Linked DNA regions of Mus musculus: all the other regions are linked to region 1. The links are chromatin contacts, called in public HiChIP or PLAC-seq maps. All regions are on one chromosome and are shown on one strand. Each heading gives the region's core, a stretch centred on a gene start, on an enhancer-like site or on the middle of the called end of the contact. The rest is flanking DNA. Distances are from core to core; before and after follow the strand shown.

The links. HiChIP or PLAC-seq counts read pairs in DNA pulled down with a chosen protein or histone mark.
Region 2: a contact with region 1 is called in an HNF4G HiChIP or PLAC-seq map of pancreatic cancer cells. The contact joins two enhancer-like sites. A contact is called at or near these places in 3 of 484 Hi-C or Micro-C datasets (B cells, bone marrow-derived macrophages and hematopoietic stem and progenitor cells) and 2 of 115 datasets of contacts at active chromatin or transcription factors (acute myeloid leukemia and pancreatic cancer cells).
Region 3: a contact with region 1 is called in a FOXA1 HiChIP or PLAC-seq map of pancreatic cancer cells. The contact joins two enhancer-like sites. A contact is called at or near these places in 7 of 484 Hi-C or Micro-C datasets (B cells, CD4 T cells, bone marrow-derived macrophages and 4 more), 2 of 115 datasets of contacts at active chromatin or transcription factors (bone marrow-derived macrophages and pancreatic cancer cells) and 1 of 9 other capture datasets (embryonic stem cells).

Annotation. Positions count from the first base shown.
Region 1 is chr19:55,849,979-55,854,165 of GRCm38.p6, forward strand. The region is part of intron 5 of Tcf7l2 (transcription factor 7 like 2, T cell specific, HMG box); the gene reads left to right. Among named protein-coding and RNA genes, the nearest start is that of Gm52391, 86 kb to the right of the region's middle. Within about 2 kb of position 2,118, at least 59 of the 459 cell types and tissues checked have an H3K27ac peak or open chromatin away from gene starts, as enhancers often do. A contact at or near this core is called in pancreatic cancer cells, where this site is marked.
Region 2 is chr19:55,618,882-55,623,068 of GRCm38.p6, forward strand. All of the region lies in intron 7 of Vti1a (vesicle transport through interaction with t-SNAREs 1A), which reads left to right. Among named protein-coding and RNA genes, the nearest start is that of Gm41871, 80 kb to the right of the region's middle. Within about 2 kb of position 1,785, at least 40 of the 459 cell types and tissues checked have an H3K27ac peak or open chromatin away from gene starts, as enhancers often do. A contact at or near this core is called in pancreatic cancer cells, where this site is marked.
Region 3 is chr19:55,641,130-55,645,316 of GRCm38.p6, forward strand. 4930552P12Rik (RIKEN cDNA 4930552P12 gene) reads right to left here. Exons shown (of 4, transcript NR_045318.1): 3 at 2,299-2,472; 4 at 1-1,422. Among named protein-coding and RNA genes, the nearest start is that of Gm41871, 58 kb to the right of the region's middle. Within about 2 kb of position 2,217, at least 219 of the 459 cell types and tissues checked have an H3K27ac peak or open chromatin away from gene starts, as enhancers often do. A contact at or near this core is called in pancreatic cancer cells, where this site is marked.

The DNA of each region.
Region 1 (4,187 bases), core at 868-3,367:
CAACCTATCCATCAGCCCGAGCGCCCCTTAGTGTGCGCTCCCCATTTGGCACAATAATCCCAGCCATAGGTGACTCGTAGGAGGCAGCAGGGGTAGTCAATGTTTCAGTGCCTTCCACTTAGCGAAGTGGGGGGTTTGATGGGCATCTGTCTGAACTGGCCTCCTAGTCCTGGATTTCTGGAAGCCACTGTCCTTTTACTTTCCTCTCCTTGATGGCAGAAGGCAGAAAGTGGGCCCAGCAGGTATTAGAATGAGTGGGAATTAGTGTCAGAGCTTCTGCTGGGGCGGAACATGCCTCCACCACCGCATCTGTCCACTGTGGCCACTCACACTCGCAGGGAGCTCTGGCCTCAGGGCTTCACTGGGGCAGAAAGCATGATACCCACCTTCTCCCATGTTAGTGTACTTGTGCAGTGTGCAGATTCTCCCATGCAGAAGCCACCCCAGGGGCTTTGCAGGAACTCTCCCCTGTTCAAGCCTTTATCTCTCCACTCCCTTTTGCAGTTCACACTCTGGAGGGAGGAATCATACCTTTCCTCTCTGAGCATTAGCAGTAGGGAATGTTATCCGTGTTGGAACTGGGCACCCGCCCAAATTCTGCTGGTGCCTGAACTGATACTGAGCTGAGCTAGAGACAGCTGGGTGCTTGGGTGGGTATGAGCTAGCTGCCACCAAGCCCTTGGGCCTGTGCTGCGGAAATTCATCCTGGTTAGCCTGGCAGGCTGGGAATCCTGATAGTAGACATGGCACCATCCCCCATCAGGCAGGTGTTGCAGGCAGGATCTAGGGAGCCCCTCTAAGGAAAGTGGGTCCCTATAGGTCAGGCGCTGGCATGGCTGTGGATGCCAGAGGAAAATCATGCCTATATACCACAGCACCGTTCCCCAAGGAGACGCCTATTCACATACTCTGATAACTGGCTGTGAACATACCAGGAAGTGCTTTTTTAATTATGTAATTGCTTTCACACTACATATATAAAGGGAACCAGCACACTCACTCGTATTTGGAAAACTTGTGTGAGATATTGGGGGTGAGGGCTGGGGAGATGGCTCAGGGGATAAAGTGCTTGCCTTTCGAGCATGAGTCCCAGAGTTTAGGTTCCCAGCACGCATGCAGGTGGCCCATCAGCAGCCCTGGCAGCGAGAGACTCATAAGCAAAAGATCTCTAGAGCAAGCTGGCTAGCTGTCCTAGATGAATTAGAAAGCTCTGGATTCAAAGTAGAGACCCTGCCTCGGTGTATGAGGTAGCGATTGATCAGAACAGACACCTGACGTCAACTTCTCTACTCCACCTCTGTGTGCACACATGTACATCCACGCACATCAGAACATGCATATATACATGCACGAATGCTCAACTTCTAGGGGAAAAAAAGAAGAAGCAATTTGATTTCCTACGTACACCATAATGGTTATGGTATTGGGTACGATAGCTTTTTGAGTGTCTAGGTAAAAATATGAAATTTAATAAATTTGGGTGTTAGTGCCAAGTGATGAACCTGGCCCCTGGGTTAGAGAAACCACCCTGTACTAGAACACTGTTGGACAGAGGAATCACAGGCATGAGAAGCAGACCGGTGGGGCTAGGGGTGTCTCTGCTTTCAAGCAAGCCATCGTTTCAGTTTGCACTTGTGACCACAAGGACAGTTCGGCTTCCTTTCTTCCTGGGTGCCTGACAGAAGGGTTACCATGGTAACCCGTCAAACCCATAAGCCTGGGTTCTGGTGATCACAGATGTTCTCGTTTGAGCAAGCAGAGGCCATTCCGGACTCTCAACGCTGCAACTGCTTCCTCCCGGGCTTCGCCTTCACCTCCCATCCTGTTAGCCTAGACACAGACACCCTGCCAGTCTGCCAAGCCCTGATGTCCACTGCCATTCCTGTGGCCCAGGCCATTTCTGGTGTGAGTGGCTGGCACCGTGTCCAGAAGGCAAGCCCCACCCCAGGAATGGTGCTGCTGTGCTGGGATGTTTATTCTTTGGAAGGGAGGCTCTGGAGCTGTGCCCTGAGTCTAGGGTCTGTGTATCCCACATCCACGTCATCTTCACATCTACCTCTTTGGGCTGGCCTTCTGCTCTACAGAGGCGTGTGTACCCTTGGCAGAGAGAGGGAGGTCGGCAGCTGACTCATGCGCCAAAGGTCAGCATGGTAGCCGGTGCCAGCTCCTCTCTTCCCTGGGCATGGCCGTCGTCTTGGACCTTTTAGACACTTGGACTGACTTTATGCAGAACAGTCTGGATTTATGAGTTAGACTTGGGCTTGGGTTTATTATTTTGTACTTTGGATCCTTCCTTTAAAAAGACCAGAGATAAAAATACCGCCCTTTGCCAACGTTGCTCCCCTCAGCCTCACCTCACTTCCCTCTAGAAAGGAGAGTGTTGGAGGTTTTGTTCATTGTTGTTACAGATGGGCAGACTTGGAAAGCTGTGGGTTTCAAAGAGGCCAGGGCATACCTGGAGTCTCCCCTGGTTCCTTCTCTAGGCCTGATGTCCCTGTTATTGCTAATCCTGTGGCTACAGACCTTGTAATTCCCATCATTAAGGACACTTGGAGTTGTGTGACTTGAGAGGTGGGTGGGCCCTGGCCTGTTTACTCCATCGCCCTAGTGTTTGGGTTTCCTGATTTCCATTGGCAGTTTGGATATGAGCTTGAAGGTTGGAGGCTTGCTGCCGACTGCTGCAGTGACCCAAGACCCAAGTCTTTGCTAGCCAGGGTGTGCATCAGCCCTGGGCATGCGAAAACTCTCAGACTGGTACTCAGTGGTTTTCCAGTGGGGTCGGGGGTTGTGTTCAACAGAAGGCACCTGGATGTAGTCTGGGTTGTCCTGGCTGGGCAGGAGTTGCTATGTTGCTCCTTAGGCAGTTCTGTGCCCTTACCCCTGGGCCAGAAACACAAAGAAGTATCCTCAGGGCAGAAGCAGGGCAGCAGAAAAGCCCCACCTTAATATAAGGGTTTATTGGGCAGCTACATGGTTGACTGAGTAGTCTTATTACCTTGTTTTGTTTGATTGCTCGCTTGTTTTATTTTTAAGACAGGGTCCCACAACCCAGGCTTGACTCGGAGTTGGTATTTACCCGAGGATGGCCTTGAACTCCCAATCTTGCTCCTGGGTGCTGGGATTCCAGGTGTGCACCACCATGCCCAGTTGTCTTACTGAGTGCACAGCTCTGTTCCTTCTGAGCTGTGTTTTGTTTTAGCATGAGCAAGAATATAAAGAGTGAGTGTGTGGGTGTGTATGTGGAGAGGGACAGCAAAGAAGTCTATTTTTATTCCTGACAAATTAGCTTCCTCCTTACCTAACATTCTTCTTTAAAAAAAGAAAGGAAGGAAAGAAGGAAGGAAGGAAGGAAGAGAGAGAGAGAGAGAGAGAGAGAGAGAGAGAGAGAGAGAGAGAGAGAGAGAGAAAGAAAGAAAGAAAGAAAGAAAGAAAGAAAGAAAGAAAGAAAAAGAAGGACCCAAACCCAAGTTATCTTGCCACTTCCAGATTACTAAAGCTCACCCTACCCACGAGGTATGGTATCAGGGTCTGGGAGACGAATGTGTGGCTACAGTGCATGCTGCACAGGCATCAGGACCTGAGTTTGGTCCCAAGTAAGAAGCTGGGCATGATAGCGTGTGCTTGTACAACCCCAGGGTTTGGGAGATGGAGACGAGGTGCTAGACTTGCTGACCAGCCAGCCTAGCCTAAATGTGAGTCCTGGTCCCAGTGAGAGATTCTGTCTCAAAAAAAAAAAAAAAAAAAAAAAAAAATGAGGTGGATAGCTCCTTAGCAAAGACACCCAAGGCCGACCCATTGGTTCCACACCCCTGTGCAGACACATGCATGGATACACTCATCCACACAAATGAAAAAACAAACAAACAAACATACAAACAAACAGCATAACAACACCGAGTCAAAACTGAAGAATACTTTTATACTGTCTTCTGGGATTCGCATTTTGCTTTGTAAATCCATTCTTAAAAGGATGCATACCGGCAGGCACATCATCAATTTCCCGGCCCTTCCAAGACACTTCTGGGGGAAGTGGATGAAAGGTGTAAATTAAGAAAAGCAAGTGTTTGTGGCTTCCACCTTAACCTTCTGCTACGTTAAATGGCTCTGTTGAAGAGGGCTGTCACAGCTCTTGAAAACTTGGGAAAATCCAAGCAGGCTGTGACATGAGTCACCTTTGGGAGCCCAGG
Region 2 (4,187 bases), core at 535-3,034, 230 kb before region 1:
GTGTACAAGCAAGGGCGCTGCCGTCATCCTTACTAGACAGTGGCCAGTAGCTAAGCCTTATGCTGTGCTTGTGTGCAAGAACCCCTTCAAGGTCACAGGCTGTCTCCCAGGTGACCTCAATCCTCAGGCCCTTTGGCGCACATGACCTTGACCGCCTGCCTCAGATTCCCAAGTAGCTGGATCTTTGGTTGCCTACACCACCAACACACTCTTTTTTTTTTTAACATCTCTACCAAGCTCTATGTCCGAGAGATACAAAAGATAAAAGAGATTCGGGCTGTGGAAGGGCCACTTTCTACCGGAGAAAACTTCACAGAAACAGAAAATCAGACACCTGTGTGGTTAGCATAGTGGGAAGCAAAGAGCAGGGAAATCCAAGCTTGAGCTGGCCCAGTCCGGAAGCCCTTATTAGAGGGCGCCATAGATCAAAGCCCCGGTGAGGAAGCTCTGTGACTCAACCCGAAGTGCTCTTTGGTTACAAATAATATAGGACCCAAATCAGGCAGTATTGAAAAAATGAAGTTAATTTATTTTCTCATATTAATCAAAGTTCAAAGGAAGGGTGGCTTGCTATAGAGGTTGATCATGCTTTCAGGGCGGGGTCCTAATTGTCTGCTCTTCCATGGCCAAGCTTGTTTCTTAGGCTGACTTCCTCATGCAAAGAAAATGGCTGCTAGCTGGCTTCAGTCACTGTAGCCAGGGAAATAGAGTGAGCACACTGGCCAGTCTGGCTTAGGTCACACCTCCACCTTTGGAGCCAGGGCAGCATGGGATGCTGCAGACGACCCTTACCTGTGCCTGTCCAGATGCAGTGGCCGAGCAGCTTGCCAAGTGCTCATAGACACCATTGCCCACGAACATGCAGCCGCCTCTGCTGAAGAAGCTCCCTGCCCTTCCAGGTGAAGATCCGTGACTGAGTGGATGCAAAACGAGCCCAGCTTTGGGCTGGCAAGGTGACTGGGCAAGTAGAAGTGCCAGCCACTAAGCCTATGAGTTTGAGTTTGGCTGAAAGCTGTACAGTGAAAGAAAAGAGACAAGTCCTCTGGGCTCCACACGGACACTGGCGTGCACACAAGTAAACAAACATGTAAATGAACAAATGTGATTTTAATATCTGTATTTAAAAAAACCAACCTTTGAAGATAAAGAAACAATAATTGAATCACCAGGCGTAGCGTGAAATATTTAAAAAACAATCCATGCTATCCAATCCAGGAAGGCGTTACAAGCCATAGTTAGACCATGGCTGCTGGGCCATGTGCACCCCACACTTCACTGCACCTAGGCGGCCCCTCCCCTTGACTGAGAGGAGCAGTTGTCATACTGCAGTAACAAACAATCCCCACACCTATCACCTTTGAACAAATATTCTGTGGACCCAGGAGAGGCCACGGGGCAGTGACCGTCCAGGTGATAGCAATGGGGTGCAGGTCCCGTGTCCTGTCTCTGCAGTCTCTGGAAGGTTCAGGCTCTACATCTAAATATGGGGATAGGAAGCCCACTAGAGGATAGAGCACCGAAAGTCAACCACGTGCCCATGCCAATGCACACCACCAAGGACTAGGTCAGGGCAGTGAGTGCTGGACATCTCCAGAAGCTCCCTGAAGAGTGCCCTCGGTGGTACGGTCCCCAATGCCCCTCACGCAGGAGGAGATGAGGGAGCCACCTGCCTCCTTCACGTGAACCAGCCTTCTGTAATTCTGCATGCCACACACAGGAGCAGTTTCCAGAAGGGGAGGAGACGGGCAATGGAAGATTAACTGCTCCCCGGGTTCCAACAGAAGGATCAGTGTTTTCAATAATACTGTGTGAGTTTAACCTCAAAGTAAATGGTTAATTCGTCTTCTATCAACAGCACTGTGATTCATAATGTAAACTTGGAGAATTCTTGATGTTTCGGGCCACATTCCTTTTAATTTGCCTCTGCATTCTTTTAAAGCCACAGTGTGCTCACTTGATAAAATGCAGCGTGCAGATGCACGGGTTTCTGCCTGGAGGCGATTTAGCCTGGCTGGTTCCGTGGACGTCTTCTTTCAAGTGTATACTCTTTCTTAAATTATTTACTGGGTAAACACACTTTGCATTTTCAAGAGGGATATTAAGACTGTTTGCTGCTGGCCTGGTGAAACATCAAGGCCCCTTACCCAGAGTTAACAGCAAGTTACTTGGGGCTGCCCCCAGAGTTCTTTTCTGGCTCACTAGCAGAGTTCCTTGACCTGGCCGGCTTTTCTGATTCCTCCCAACTCTACAAGTGTGCATTCAGTTCTGTTGCCCAGAGTGACCAGGATTGGCCAACAGCAGTGGGCAGCGGCTGTTCCCCAAGCTTCTTCAGCTAGGGTCTGCCACTGCCAGCCGTTATGTCCCCTCTCCCTTCTGGGTCAGCCCTGTCCACTCAGGCGGGTCATTTTCTGTCCCTAGAGAGACACATTTGCTGAAGCACTTCACAGTCCAAATCTAGGCTGGCGGCCTGGTCTCTGGGTGTTCTAATTCCTTCTGCCCTCTGCCCTTCATCTCAAATGTCTGGCATCCCTTTTTGTAGTAGCACTAATGTCTTCCACCACCGGCGCACACTGGCCCGGGTGGCCAGTCATTCCTCTTCCTTCTGGGAGAAGAGCCAGGGCTGCTCTCAGGAGTCACTGTAGCGTGTGGCTCCATCTTTAGGGCTCGTTTCAACTTTGACCTCCATCCTTCCCTACTCTTACATTTCGTGCCAAGGGAATTTGCCCGGATCTCTTCTGCCTTCTTCCCAGCATGGGAGGATTATACCGACCAAGGCCGTGCTCGGTCGTCACAGTCCCTGGAAAGTTAGTTCTCTGCCCCGCTCCCACGTGCCAGCCACACCTAAAGCATAATGTCCAAGCTTCAGAGATGAATTCTACACGGTCACTACAAATAGATCCATCAGAGCCGCAGGGGCGTGGTGACAAGGATGCCAGTGGACATGGCTGCACAAGCCAGGGGACTTGGGGACTCCGGTGTGCTTACTCTATTACCATGTTCCAGACTCAACTAGTGACGTCCATAGTTACCCATCCTGCCTGTCCATCGGACACTTGCGGCCCTCATCCCACACTGTGGGTGGGACACACTACCACACTGAGAGTCACACACCGTGTCAGGTCACTAGGGCAGAACCTTAAGTTTCATGCTTTGAATCTGCTTTACTGCTGAGATTCGGTTTCCTGATTTGTTTTGTAAATCTGACACGTGGGGTAAACAGAGGTTTGAACAGTGACCTCGGCATAATGGGAGCTGAGGGGACCATTCCAAAGACTTGTCTCCCTCCCAGAGAAAAGGAGAAAAACCAACTTGAATGTTAGAGGATGCCTAAGTAGGTCCAGCCAGCGTTCCTAATTAGCTTCACTTTAATAAACTGGAATCCTATTCTTATTTACTTACTGAGTGGGACAGAGACTCCTTCCTGCCTCCCTGGGTAAATATGGCCTGTTAAGTCTGAATTAGCTGTCATCACAGAAGAATTAGTGCCGGGCACAGGCTTTCTAGGGACAAGAAGAAATAAACAAGACAGCTTCTTCACAGAGCCTCCTATGATAAATGAGGACAGAGCACACCATTCATCTCTGCGAGAGGAGCGGACATGGCTACTCAGGCAGCTTTGCGGAAGACGTGTCAGCAAATGGTGATCATTTTGTAACCTGTCAGGAAGAGAGGGAACCCGTCCTGTTAGGGGCCACAAGGGAATGGACCACTCTAATGGGTAGTACCCATCCACCCATGAAGAAGGAAGGGTGGGAGGGAAGGATGCCACCAAAACGGCAACCTGGTGTCATCCTCCACTCCCAGCCACAGGGACCCTGTGAAGGTTCCTCTAAAAATGCCCAAGTGGAGGCTTGACTCAGCCCCACACGCCTCTCCCCATGGAAGACCCTGGCCAGGGTCCCATGTGCATAAGGAGGACACAGAACTCCGCATGTGCCTCTGGGTTGGTGGGATGGAGTTGCTGCAGGCTTGAAGCTGGGTGGGCAGCCGGCTAGACGGCCAGCCTCTTTGGGTTTCTATTTCCGTGCGCTCTGTAAGAGCAGCGAGCAAGCGTGGGCGAGGCTGTTTGACCCAGGTTCCCTTTGAAAGACTCAACAAAGCATTGTGGTGTGCGACCTCTTTTCTCCGAATGAGGTAACAAATTATGAAATCACTTCAGCGGAAGCGCGCTGCAGGCATCCAGAGCG
Region 3 (4,187 bases), core at 967-3,466, 210 kb before region 1:
TGAAACATTTAAACTGTGTGAGCCTTGGAGGAATCCTGCCCAGGGCTGCACTGTAGATCTTCTAGGGTAGAGGACTTAGCCCGCATCTGTGCCATGGATGTTCCAGGATGTTAACCTTCATCACCGGAGGAAAGAGTAGCCCTATAAAAAGCCAGGGTTCTGAATCAAGCGTTGTGACCAAGGGCAGATTCCATCTTCTATCTTATGAGAGACTTTGATCTAGTTGACACCACAGGACTGTGAGCATCTCACAAGTGACACTGTCCAGCCATACACTCACATAGCTGCTGGAGCCTCTGCAGGTGGCTCTCTGTCAACCTCAGCTCACTCCGGCGCCCTTCCTACAAGTCATTCACACGTGGATCGCCAGGAGTCATCGATCTCATGAGGACTGCCGACAGAGTAAAGCCATGTGACACCTGGCCAGAGAACCTGGACAGCAGGGACGATTCCAGAGGTGGGAGCAGTGAACTGAACAAAGGAGACATGCCTGCTTGGCCCCAGTCACAGAGGCAGGAACATGAGAAATTACCCATTTGTGCCTGAAGGAAAAGAGTGTCCAACAGTAACTGAACATGGTCAGTGAAGTCCAAAGCTGGTAACGGTTGGTTGCTTGCTTCCTCAAATGGGCTTAATGACACTATCCCTATCCTATCCAAGAAACTGCCCCTTGGGGCAAAGGCAGGCCTGGTGAAGTGATCCCCACCCAACACACAGTGCCATCTGCCTCCGGGGAGAACAGCAAACCTGGAGTAGTAATGTAAGCCTTTGTTTCTCTGCTACAGCCTCCTGTAGCCTCTGGAACCTCCCCTCCCTGCTGACAGCTAAGGTATGATGGGGATTGGAACCCAGGGGGAGCATGTCTCTCCCTTCAGGCCAGACACTTACACCCTCACTCTGTGGAACTTCTCAAAACAGGGCATTTAGGAAGCGCCAGGAGGCTGGTTCCCCAAATCAGTAGGGGCCTTCACTGCTGGACCTAAACAGCAAACAGATAATGTGAGTCTCCTCAGGGTCCCTCGGCTGACTGGCAGTTTCCAGTGAGAGCTTGACCCAGGCTACCCCATGGGACAAAATTACAGTGGCCCTAGCTGCCACTCAAGAGGGCCCTTCTGTGTACATGACTACTCTGTCCTTCCATAACTTAGGTCATCCAACTGTATACAGGCCTCAGCCATACCCAACAAGCCAAGCAATCGCTGCTCCGTGTCCAAGCCGGTAGGCTCGTCGCTTTCGTAACTGCTCCCAAGCCTTCTCTCAGGATAAAAAGAGACCTCCCAAACCTAGGGCGGCCCATTGGGTGTGGCTGGCAGTCCCATATTCTCCTGGTGGTGGGGCCAGGAAGCAGAGCTGCAGACCATGGCTTCTCTTCCCGGGTGGCACCCAATTGATGGCCTGTCAGCTTCGAAAATGTTTTCATCTCTGGAAGAAACAACGCGTGAAAGAGCAGTTCTGAAAGCGGAATTAAGAGCTTGTTAGACACGGGCCTTGGGTCAGGGTAGGTGGCCTATCTGGGGGGCCTTGGAGGAGACATGCTGGGATTCTTTTTTTTTTTTTTTAACCCAGCCGTTCTCCCCCACAGTTCCCCGCTTAATGAAGCCGTTGTACAAGGCCCTGGGAGAGCCCACATGCTCCAAAGTAGTACCAAGTGTCCCATTACTGTAAACGGCCTTTTAGTTTTAAGCTAATGCTATATTTGGAAAGTAATAAATCCTGGGGAAATGATACTGAGACTAACGGGGAACATATTACCTTTCATGTGTGTTTTTCATGTTTAAGATTTCTTTGTTATTATCTGAGGAGTGAGGCTCTGCACACACTCTTGGGCAAAAAAAAAAAAAAAAAAAAAAAATAAGCCTTAAAGCAGTAATATTTTAATAAGCATCAAATGTCTTCGATGAGATAAAAGTATTATATAGTGTTTTGATATTGGGCTTTAGTTAAAGCCTCATTAAAAAAAAAGAAGAAGAAATTTTTCTCAGATGTACTGAGGGTTAGTGGGGATGTATTTTTAAATTCAGGTGGAAGGAAAAGTTCCAGTTTGGGTCAATTATGCTAATTAAATGCCACAAATGACTGAAATTGCCAGCGAATGGACTTATTTGTTGTTTATGCTATTGCCATTGATCAAAACCAGCAGCTAATGGCTTGGGAACTGGCTGGAGGCCTTGGTCTGAAGGAAGAGCAAACGCTGTGCACCAATCAGAGCCTTGGCTTACAGAAGCCTGGGGTTTCCCCAGCACTGCACTTCTTCTGTCAGAGTTTTGTGACAGCCCAGGCTGCCTCTCTGAAACTCACCTTCATTTGTCAATGAATGTTGGTCCTGTTCCCAGCCCCAGCTGGTAGGCACTGGAGGGGCCCAGGTTACAAAACGAAACCAAGACTCCTATTTCTTCACACACAGCCCGCACCCAGGCTAGAGCTCTGGGCTTGTCGAACCGAAAGGGAAAGCCATTAAGATTCTGCATTTGGCTGTAGAAAATGAGGAAACTGGGCGTTAGAGAGAGGAACTGATCTGCCCAAGGGCACACAGCAAGCTCATTGCAGAACCAAGAATAGAAAGGCTATCTCGGGAGTCCCAGTATCGGTCTCGTGCCTCACGCCCCCCCTCCCCCCCGCCCCGCTGTGATACAATGGAACTTCGGCTGCGCTCCCCTCCCACCCCCATACTCTCAGCTCCCTGCTGTGACAGTATGTCCCTTCTCAGTTGGTGACATAAGCACAAGCTTCAAGATTGGAATCAGGCAGTGGGTATGCCTCTGTGTCTTCATCTCTTAACTGAGAACAGGGTCAGGTTTCTACTGCAAAATGGAACGCCAAGGTTGAGGAGCCCGCTCCATCAGTAAAAAGCCTGCTGGTGCAAGCCTTTGGGCCTGACTCCCATCTCCAGAACCGAACCCAAGTAAAACAAAACAAAAAGGGCCATGCGCGCACGCGCACCCCCTCCCCCATACGTGCACCCCCCCCCAATCCTCCCACGGAATGCAGTTGACTCTGGAAAGATGGGACCTCAAAGCTGGCAGGGGACCCGTGGCATCAGGCTGATGTGTGGACGCCAGCATGCTCATGTAACTCCTTGACTCCAAATATTCTCAGGGTCGGCTCTCCAGGTGAATAACACTTCCAGAAAAGCTGCTACCGGAGGGAAGACATCAGGAACCTGGGAAGGAGGGGAGGTCCACAGACAAGGGTGACACCTCCACTTTGTCTCATTCAGGACCCGTTTGAGTGCTGTTCCCCATCTGCCTGGTTCCCTGGCAGGATGAGTGGGCTCTTCTCATATGAATCAGAATCACAGCTAGGCTAGCTGGGGGCGCCTTTACCTCACCAGTCTGGGCTTCTGGTCCTGCTTCAGCCACCTGACACGGAGCACTTCAGTGACTTTTCGCTCTGAGCCTCAGTTTGCTGGTGTGCAAAGTGGGAGGCCTTGTCTTGGAAAGCTGCAGTCGGCATGGCTTGCCAGGAGGCAGTTTCTGAGTATTGGGGACACAGAGCAACCAGGATTGTCTCAGCTTCGTCCTTGGGGATGTGTAGATAATTCCCAGCCACAGATAATGCTCGAGTAAAATTTGGGGAATTTCGAACTCTGCAAATATTTGCAGTTGGTATTTGTGTGAGTGTTGCACATACACGTGTGTGTTCACGTGTGTACAGGTACATAAGTATACCTGTGTTTGTGGAGGTCAGAGATGAATGCTGTCTTTTGAACTACCTTCTGCCTTGTTTTGGGTTTTAGGTGTGTTTATCTTATTTTTTGTGATTGAGTGGTTTGCCTGTGTGCCTGGTACCCGCGGGGGTGAGAAGATCCCTTACAACTGAAGTTCTGGATAGTTGTGAAGTACTGTGTGGGGGCTAGAACCTGAATCTGGGATCCTCTGCAAGAGCAACAGCGCTCTTAATGGCTGAGCCATCTCCCCAGCCTCTACCTGGATTTTTGAGACAAGATCTCTCACTGACCTGGAATCGACAGTTCAGCTAGGCTTGCTGCCTGCCACCAAGCCCAGGGATCCGCCATCTCAGGAATACAAGTGGACCGCCGTGCTTGGCTTTTTTATGTCAGTTCTTGCTTGGGGTTACAATACTCAAGTCCTCTTGCTTTATTGGCTGAGCTATCTCCCCACTCCTTCCTCTTTTCAAAAGCAGGGGATCACGACGGGAGCCCAGGTTGGCCTTGAACTCACCATTGG